Linked DNA regions of Drosophila melanogaster: region 1 is linked to region 2. A link is a contact called in public HiChIP or PLAC-seq data. All regions are on one chromosome and are shown on one strand. Each heading gives the region's core, a stretch centred on a gene start, on an enhancer-like site or on the middle of the called end of the contact. The rest is flanking DNA. Distances are from core to core; before and after follow the strand shown. Region 1 holds the start of GCS2alpha (Glucosidase 2 alpha subunit). Region 2 holds the start of Ddx56 (DEAD-box helicase 56).

What was found. HiChIP or PLAC-seq counts read pairs in DNA pulled down with a chosen protein or histone mark.
Region 1: a POLR2A S2P HiChIP or PLAC-seq map of the Kc167 cell line shows a contact between it and region 2, with 8 times the contacts expected there. The contact joins the promoter of GCS2alpha here to the promoter of Ddx56 in region 2. A contact is called at or near these places in 4 of 107 Hi-C or Micro-C datasets (the Kc167 cell line, the S2 cell line and wing imaginal disc) and 3 of 6 datasets of contacts at active chromatin or transcription factors (all in the Kc167 cell line).

What each region holds. Positions count from the first base shown.
Region 1 is chrX:21,603,651-21,606,849 of dm6, reverse strand. GCS2alpha (Glucosidase 2 alpha subunit) reads left to right here and starts at 1,586. Exons shown (of 5, transcript NM_167758.2): 1 at 1,586-1,698; 2 at 2,258-2,387; 3 at 3,120-3,199. The coding sequence starts at 2,281. It overlaps CG17450, which reads left to right. Exons shown (of 4, transcript NM_167761.4): 3 at 1-54; 4 at 218-882. The coding sequence ends at 755.
Region 2 is chrX:21,386,542-21,389,713 of dm6, reverse strand. Ddx56 (DEAD-box helicase 56) reads left to right here and starts at 1,768. Exons shown (of 4, transcript NM_078710.4): 1 at 1,768-1,928; 2 at 1,989-2,740; 3 at 2,936-3,172. The coding sequence starts at 1,863. mst (misato) reads right to left here and starts at 737. Exons shown (of 3, transcript NM_001298589.1): 1 at 622-737; 2 at 1-566. The coding sequence starts at 702. snoRNA:MeU6-A47 (a small nucleolar RNA gene) reads left to right here and starts at 2,779; the gene lies at 2,779-2,869.

The DNA.
Region 1 (3,199 bases), core at 337-2,836, 220 kb before region 2:
CTCGGTCAGCACCCAGGAGTCCTGGGCGCAGGCCAGCAGCGAGCACGTCCGCCGGTGAGTATATTAGTCATGTGCCACGCCTATCGAATACCCATTATTTACCTTAAAGTAGTAGTAGTAGTAGTAGTAGTAGTAGTAGTTCATTGAGCCGAAAGATAATCATAATTGCATCCAAGATCGATATTCTTTTACCCTAGTCTTTCCCTTGTTTCCACAGTTCCCAGGCGGAGCGCGCGAAGCTTTCCCAGCTGCGGAGCGATGCCCAGAGTGTGGTCAACTCGGTGGCCACCACCGTGTGGGACTTCTGGAGCAACACGAACAACGCCTTCGATCGCCGCTCGCAGGAGATGGCCGAGGCGAAGAACCGGGTGCAGCTGCACCTTCAGAAGGTCCAACAGGAGCTGTTCGACATGGAGAAGCATCTCTTCCTCCTGCAGAAGGCCATCCAGGACAAGTCCGGGCCGTTGAAAGTGGCCCAGACGCGGCTGGAGGCCCGCTCCCACCGCGAGGGCGTCGAGCTGTGCAAGGACCACGCCCAGGACCGCCTTGTCCAGGAGGTGCAGGACATCCAGGGTGCAGTGGAGACGCTGCACCACAAGCTGATGGAGGCGGAGGCCACCCATCAGGGCCTACTAAAGACGCGCTGCACCCTGGAGGTGGATCTGCGCAACAAAGTCAATGCCCTGTTCATCGACCGAGAGAAGTGCATGAGTCTCCGGCGCTCCTTCCCGGTCAGCAATCTGATCAAGTACTGATCCGTATCCGTAACTGCACGCCGGTCTCTGGACTCCGCACTCCCACTCGCTTTTTCCGCCACCAGTTTTCCTGACATGTCATTTGTGTGTGTACCATCAAGAGATAAACTGCAGATTGCATTTGTTGAAAACTCCTTCGAGATAATCCAACTTTCTCTTTCTGATTGGCACTATAAAACATGCAAGCGATGGGCCACAAATGCTATAGCTCATTAGTTTGCCTTATAGGTAAAAATAATTAATACATATGCATGTGTGTATGTTCAAAAGATTTGTAAACTATTAATGTGACCGCCGCTAGATGGCGCGTATGCGCAATCTTTGAATCTATCGATTTTCTACTTATGTAAGTATGTAAGATGGACCTTCATCTCGCTCACACACCATTTAGCTGAGTAACGGGTATCAGATAGAGAGTAACTCGATTCCAGCGTTTTTTCCTTCAAAGAAAATAAACGTCCAGTTTTTCTTAATGAAATCATAAATACGCATAAGATTATGCATCTTGCGCACAACAGTTACTAAATTTTACTATAAAAGAAAGCTTATGTATATTGCATGTACAAATTACGAAAGTTTGGTCTGTGCGTTTCTGAAGTTTTCTCCTCCCAATTTTGATTATTGGAGTCTTTCTCATTAGCTCTTAGCTTCTCTGAGAATTTCGAATATCTGCTTAAAAATAAAAAGCTTAAAAGGGTTTTGCTGCTTTTGAAAAAATAAGAATTGACATTTTTTAAAATTGGAGCCATAAAATAAACGTACAGGCACACTAATAGTAGGGTTGGTATTTTTTGCTAAGTTTGGTATTAAGTGCACACTTCGGCGTATGTACTGCATATTTAAACAGCCAAGCGACGGTCACATTGCTTGGGTCCTCTGCAAAATTTTTAATGAAAGTTATTAACCAGAATTCAACCGGAGGTGAGCTGTTTGAAACTTAAAGGTTTGGAGTCCCACGAAGACTTAAAAACGACCAACGCTATACTGGATCCGCGGATCTCCCAAAAGTGAAGCAGCGTAAAGTGCATTAATAACCGCCGGCATATTTTTACGACCATAATCCATACTTTTCCCTGCAAGTCAGCTGCACCACACACCAACACCATCTGATTTTCCCCGCAAGTGCACATATCCCCCGCCAGGGTTTGATTAGAGGGTAATCCGTAGCCCAGCTGCATGCAAGCTGCATTTTCCGGCCATTTTCGCCTAACGGTTCCGTCCCACCTATTGGGGCACGACTGACGTGTACATTAATTTTGCAGCGGTGGGGCCCACACACACACACAATGGCTTAAAAGAATGCCTTTTGTTTGTGTGTAAGCAATGTATAAGCGAAGCCACAGGATCGAATTCCCTGTAAACTTGACAGTTACAGTTATAGGTACTGTTACTGTTACAGTAGGCCGCGTCGTGTAGAGCAAATAAGATAATACTAGAAAACAAAATCGAAAATTGCCCGAGTCCCTGGTAGTTTGTTAATTATATATTTTCCCGCTCTTCAGTTTGAAACACGGGACAAGCCGCCATGCGATTCGCTCTGGCCACCGTGGCCATCATCTGGGCTTTATTCGTCCTGGCCGACGGAGTGGACCCCGGGAACTTTAAGACCTGCGAGCAGAGCAGTTTTTGTCGGTGAGTCTGGCTTTGTACACGATGCACTGCATACGTACGTGGTTCGGGTTGCAAGGATTTCATTAGTTGGCTAAAAAAGATTGCGTTTCCGACTATATTAAGTATATATATTCTTCATCAGGATCAATAGCCAAGTCCGTCTGTCAGACTGTCCGTCTGTCCGTATGAATGTCGAGATCTCAGGAACTATAACAGCTAGAAGGTTGAGATTCAGCAAACAGATTCTAGAGACAAAGACGCAGCGGAAGTTTGTAGACCCATGTTGCCATACCCACAACCCCACAAAACAGCTACGCCCACACTTTTGAAAAATGTGTTGATATTTTTTCACATTTAATTCCCCAACAATTATGAAATTTCGCGTTTGCGTTCACACTAGCTGAGTAACGAGTATCTGATAGTCGGAGAACTCGACTATAGCATTCTCTCTTGTTTTTTTTTTAATCGAAATATTCCTATTTTCGTCAATGAAACGCAGTAGGAAGGCAGACTTTTCCGTCTGTAGCTTTGTGTTGTTTCTAAATTTCCACTTAAAGAGAAAGTGGAAAGTGTCTTCACAATGTTTAAACTCTACACTTTGGGACTCAAGTATCATCGATGTGATTTTCACTCAAAGTGCTAGTCCACTGTAATTTCGAAGATATTTAGCGAAATAAGTCCACATATTGATAATTCAGGTTGTTGTTTATAGAACAACCATAACTTGATGATGATTTTATTAATGGTTTTCAGACGCTCCCGAAAGATTCAGGGATCGGGCAGCAAGTACGCCTTAATTCCCGGCACCTTGAACACCTATGCGGATTCGTTGA
Region 2 (3,172 bases), core at 519-3,018:
ACATACAAACGGATACGATCGCAGAACTCCTCGTTGAAGGAGACTTCCTGCCACATTTCTGTTCCGGCAGAGTAGGTACCCAGGGCTTGGGCAGTCGGATCTCGGATCAGCCCCGGCAAGACATTCAAGGTTCTCGGGTGATACCTGGCGTAAAGGAAGTCCACCCAACTGTTTGCCGTCGCTGCCAGCTGATAGTTCTTCTCGGGCACCACAGCATTCTTGAGCAGATCCCGCTGATATTCGGAAATGGAGGCCTTCGACTGCTCCTGCACTTCCAGCTGCTCCGGTGAGCATACGCCGCTCTCCTCTGCCCGCTTGCGAACCTGTTCCAATTCCTCTCCGGTGCTCAGGGGCAGCAACTCCTCATCACGCTGCACAAAATTGCCGTACAGCTCGCCGGTCACCGGCAGATGTCCCAGGGTCCCGGACAAATCCACGGACAGCAGGCGGGGCGTGTAGGTGGTACGATTGAGGTCGTTGCGCCCTTCACGGTACAAAATATCATTGTTGGGCAGCTGCTCCTCGGCCACCTGTTCGCTTTCGTCTCCGTACCTAAAGTTGGCCTCCTGGAAATGTGTAATTCGTGAGGCTCCCGGCTGCCAAGTGGGTAGGACAACTCACCTGCTGGTTCCAGAAGTGTGTGCCCACGTAATTCGCGTACGTTCCGAACTGGAAGGTCAAAATTTCACGTGTATAGTCCATAACAGCCGGCGAAAGTGACTAATTCGGATGCAATTGCGCGAGCCCGCGGAACTATCGATTTTCGCGGATATATCGATAGCTGTGTGCGGTAATAAGCGTTCTTAATTTCGTTGATTGGATACTCTGTATTAAAAATAAATATATTTAAAAATATTATTTATAACTGCAAAAAAGATTTATATATTTTGAAAGTTTTATAGGAATATGTTATGTTTATTAATTTTACTTATGTATGTAAATATATCGATATGACCTTAATGTCTATCACATTGAGAAAAAAAACATAAGAAATACGAGGAATTTTTACAATAGAGCATAACAACCTTAATATGTAACCCGCAAAAGCCGATTGCAAACTTATCAAGTCATACGGTAAAATCTCAAAAAAGAACGGTAGCGTTTGTGGCTCCAATTGTTTAGTTATTGGATTGCAACGGATTTTATTTTCGGTCGATACGGTGAAACCTTATAAATAGGATCTCCGAAAGAAGAAGCTATAAGTCGGCTTAAACGTATTTTTAAAGAAATTGTCGATTCCCATAGATTCACATATCCATTCAGACGGAGGATAAATAAGTCAGAAAAGAGCGAATTATGAGATTTCTCTAATAAACTAGAAAAGAAGTTAAGGTGCTATACAATGTTAAGTTAAAATATTTAATTGCTGATTTTTACACACGTTACTCGTAGAATAAAAGGGTATACTAGATTGTGTAACAGGCAGAAGGAAGCATTTCCGACTATTTAAAGTATATATATTCTTGATCAGGATTAAGGATTAGGAGCCGAGTCGATCTAGCCAAACTTTATAAATTTTTTCTAATTTTATTCCCCAATTAGCTATTGATATCCCAGAAAAATGATGAAATTTCGCGTTCGCATTCACACTAGCTGAGTAACGGGTATCTAATAGTCGGGGAACTCGACTATGGCATTCTCTCTTTTTATTTATTTAATTTAATAAATGGAATATATTAAATTTTTTTTAAAGGTATTTGCTTACCTTTAAAAGTAGATTTCAATAACTGTTTAATTCAACTATCGATAAGCCGATAAAGTCGCCGATAATTCAATGGACCGATGCCTCGCTCTTTTTCTTGTTGGGCCAGAAAACGTGCGCTGCGCATTTTCCAGCGTTTTTTTTTATACCGTCGCCCACCATGAGCCAGATGACCCAGAAAACGGTGCAATTCCACGAGCTGGAGCTGGATCAGCGCATCCTTAAGGTGAGTGCCCGGCTTGCGACCGACAGTTCCAGATTTTAAAGTGTTGCGCTCATCTTTCAGGCGGTGGCCCAGCTGGGTTGGCAGCAGCCCACACTTATCCAGTCGACGGCGATACCGCTGCTTCTGGAGGGCAAGGATGTGGTGGTGCGCGCCCGCACCGGATCCGGCAAGACTGCCACCTACGCCCTGCCACTGATTCAGAAGATCCTTAACTCCAAACTGAACGCCAGCGAGCAGTATGTGAGCGCTGTGGTCCTGGCGCCCACCAAGGAGCTATGCCGGCAGTCCCGTAAGGTGATCGAGCAGCTGGTCGAGTCCTGCGGCAAGGTTGTACGCGTGGCGGACATTGCCGATAGCTCCAACGACACGGTGACCCAGCGGCACGCCTTGTCTGAAAGTCCCGACATTGTGGTTGCCACACCCGCCAATTTGCTGGCCTACGCCGAGGCTGGTAGCGTGGTGGATCTGAAGCATGTGGAGACCTTGGTGGTGGACGAGGCGGATCTGGTGTTTGCCTATGGCTACGAAAAGGACTTCAAGCGGTTGATTAAGCACCTGCCTCCCATCTACCAGGCTGTCCTAGTCTCCGCTACTCTAACCGACGATGTGGTGCGCATGAAAGGCCTGTGCCTGAACAACCCGGTTACGCTTAAACTCGAGGAGCCGGAGTTGGTGCCGCAAGATCAGTTGTCGCACCAGCGCATTCTGGCTGAGGAAAACGATAAACCGGCTATCTTGTACGCCTTATTGAAGCTGAGACTCATACGCGGCAAGAGCATAATCTTTGTGAACAGCATCGATCGGTGTTACAAGTGAGTAAACCATACGAATCCCGCCTTAGATGCACAGGAGCCAATGATGATTAAACCACAAATGCAGGGAGTGGGCAGCTGGCAACAGTTGGCGCACGCATGACCAGCAACTAATCTTCTCGCTGACGGCATTCCCATCCGCCCCTAAATACTTACTATAATTCGTTCTAATTATTACCCATTTAAATGTTTCAGGGTTCGATTGTTCCTAGAGCAGTTCGGCATCCGTGCCTGTGTCTTGAACTCCGAGCTGCCTGCCAACATTCGCATCCACACAATTAGCCAGTTCAACAAGGGCACCTACGACATAATCATTGCCTCCGACGAACATCATATGGAAAAGCCAGGAGGCAAATCAGCGACTAACCGAAAATCTCCTCGAAGCGGCGACATGGAGTCGAGTGCTTCCCGCGGCATTGACTTTCAGTGCGT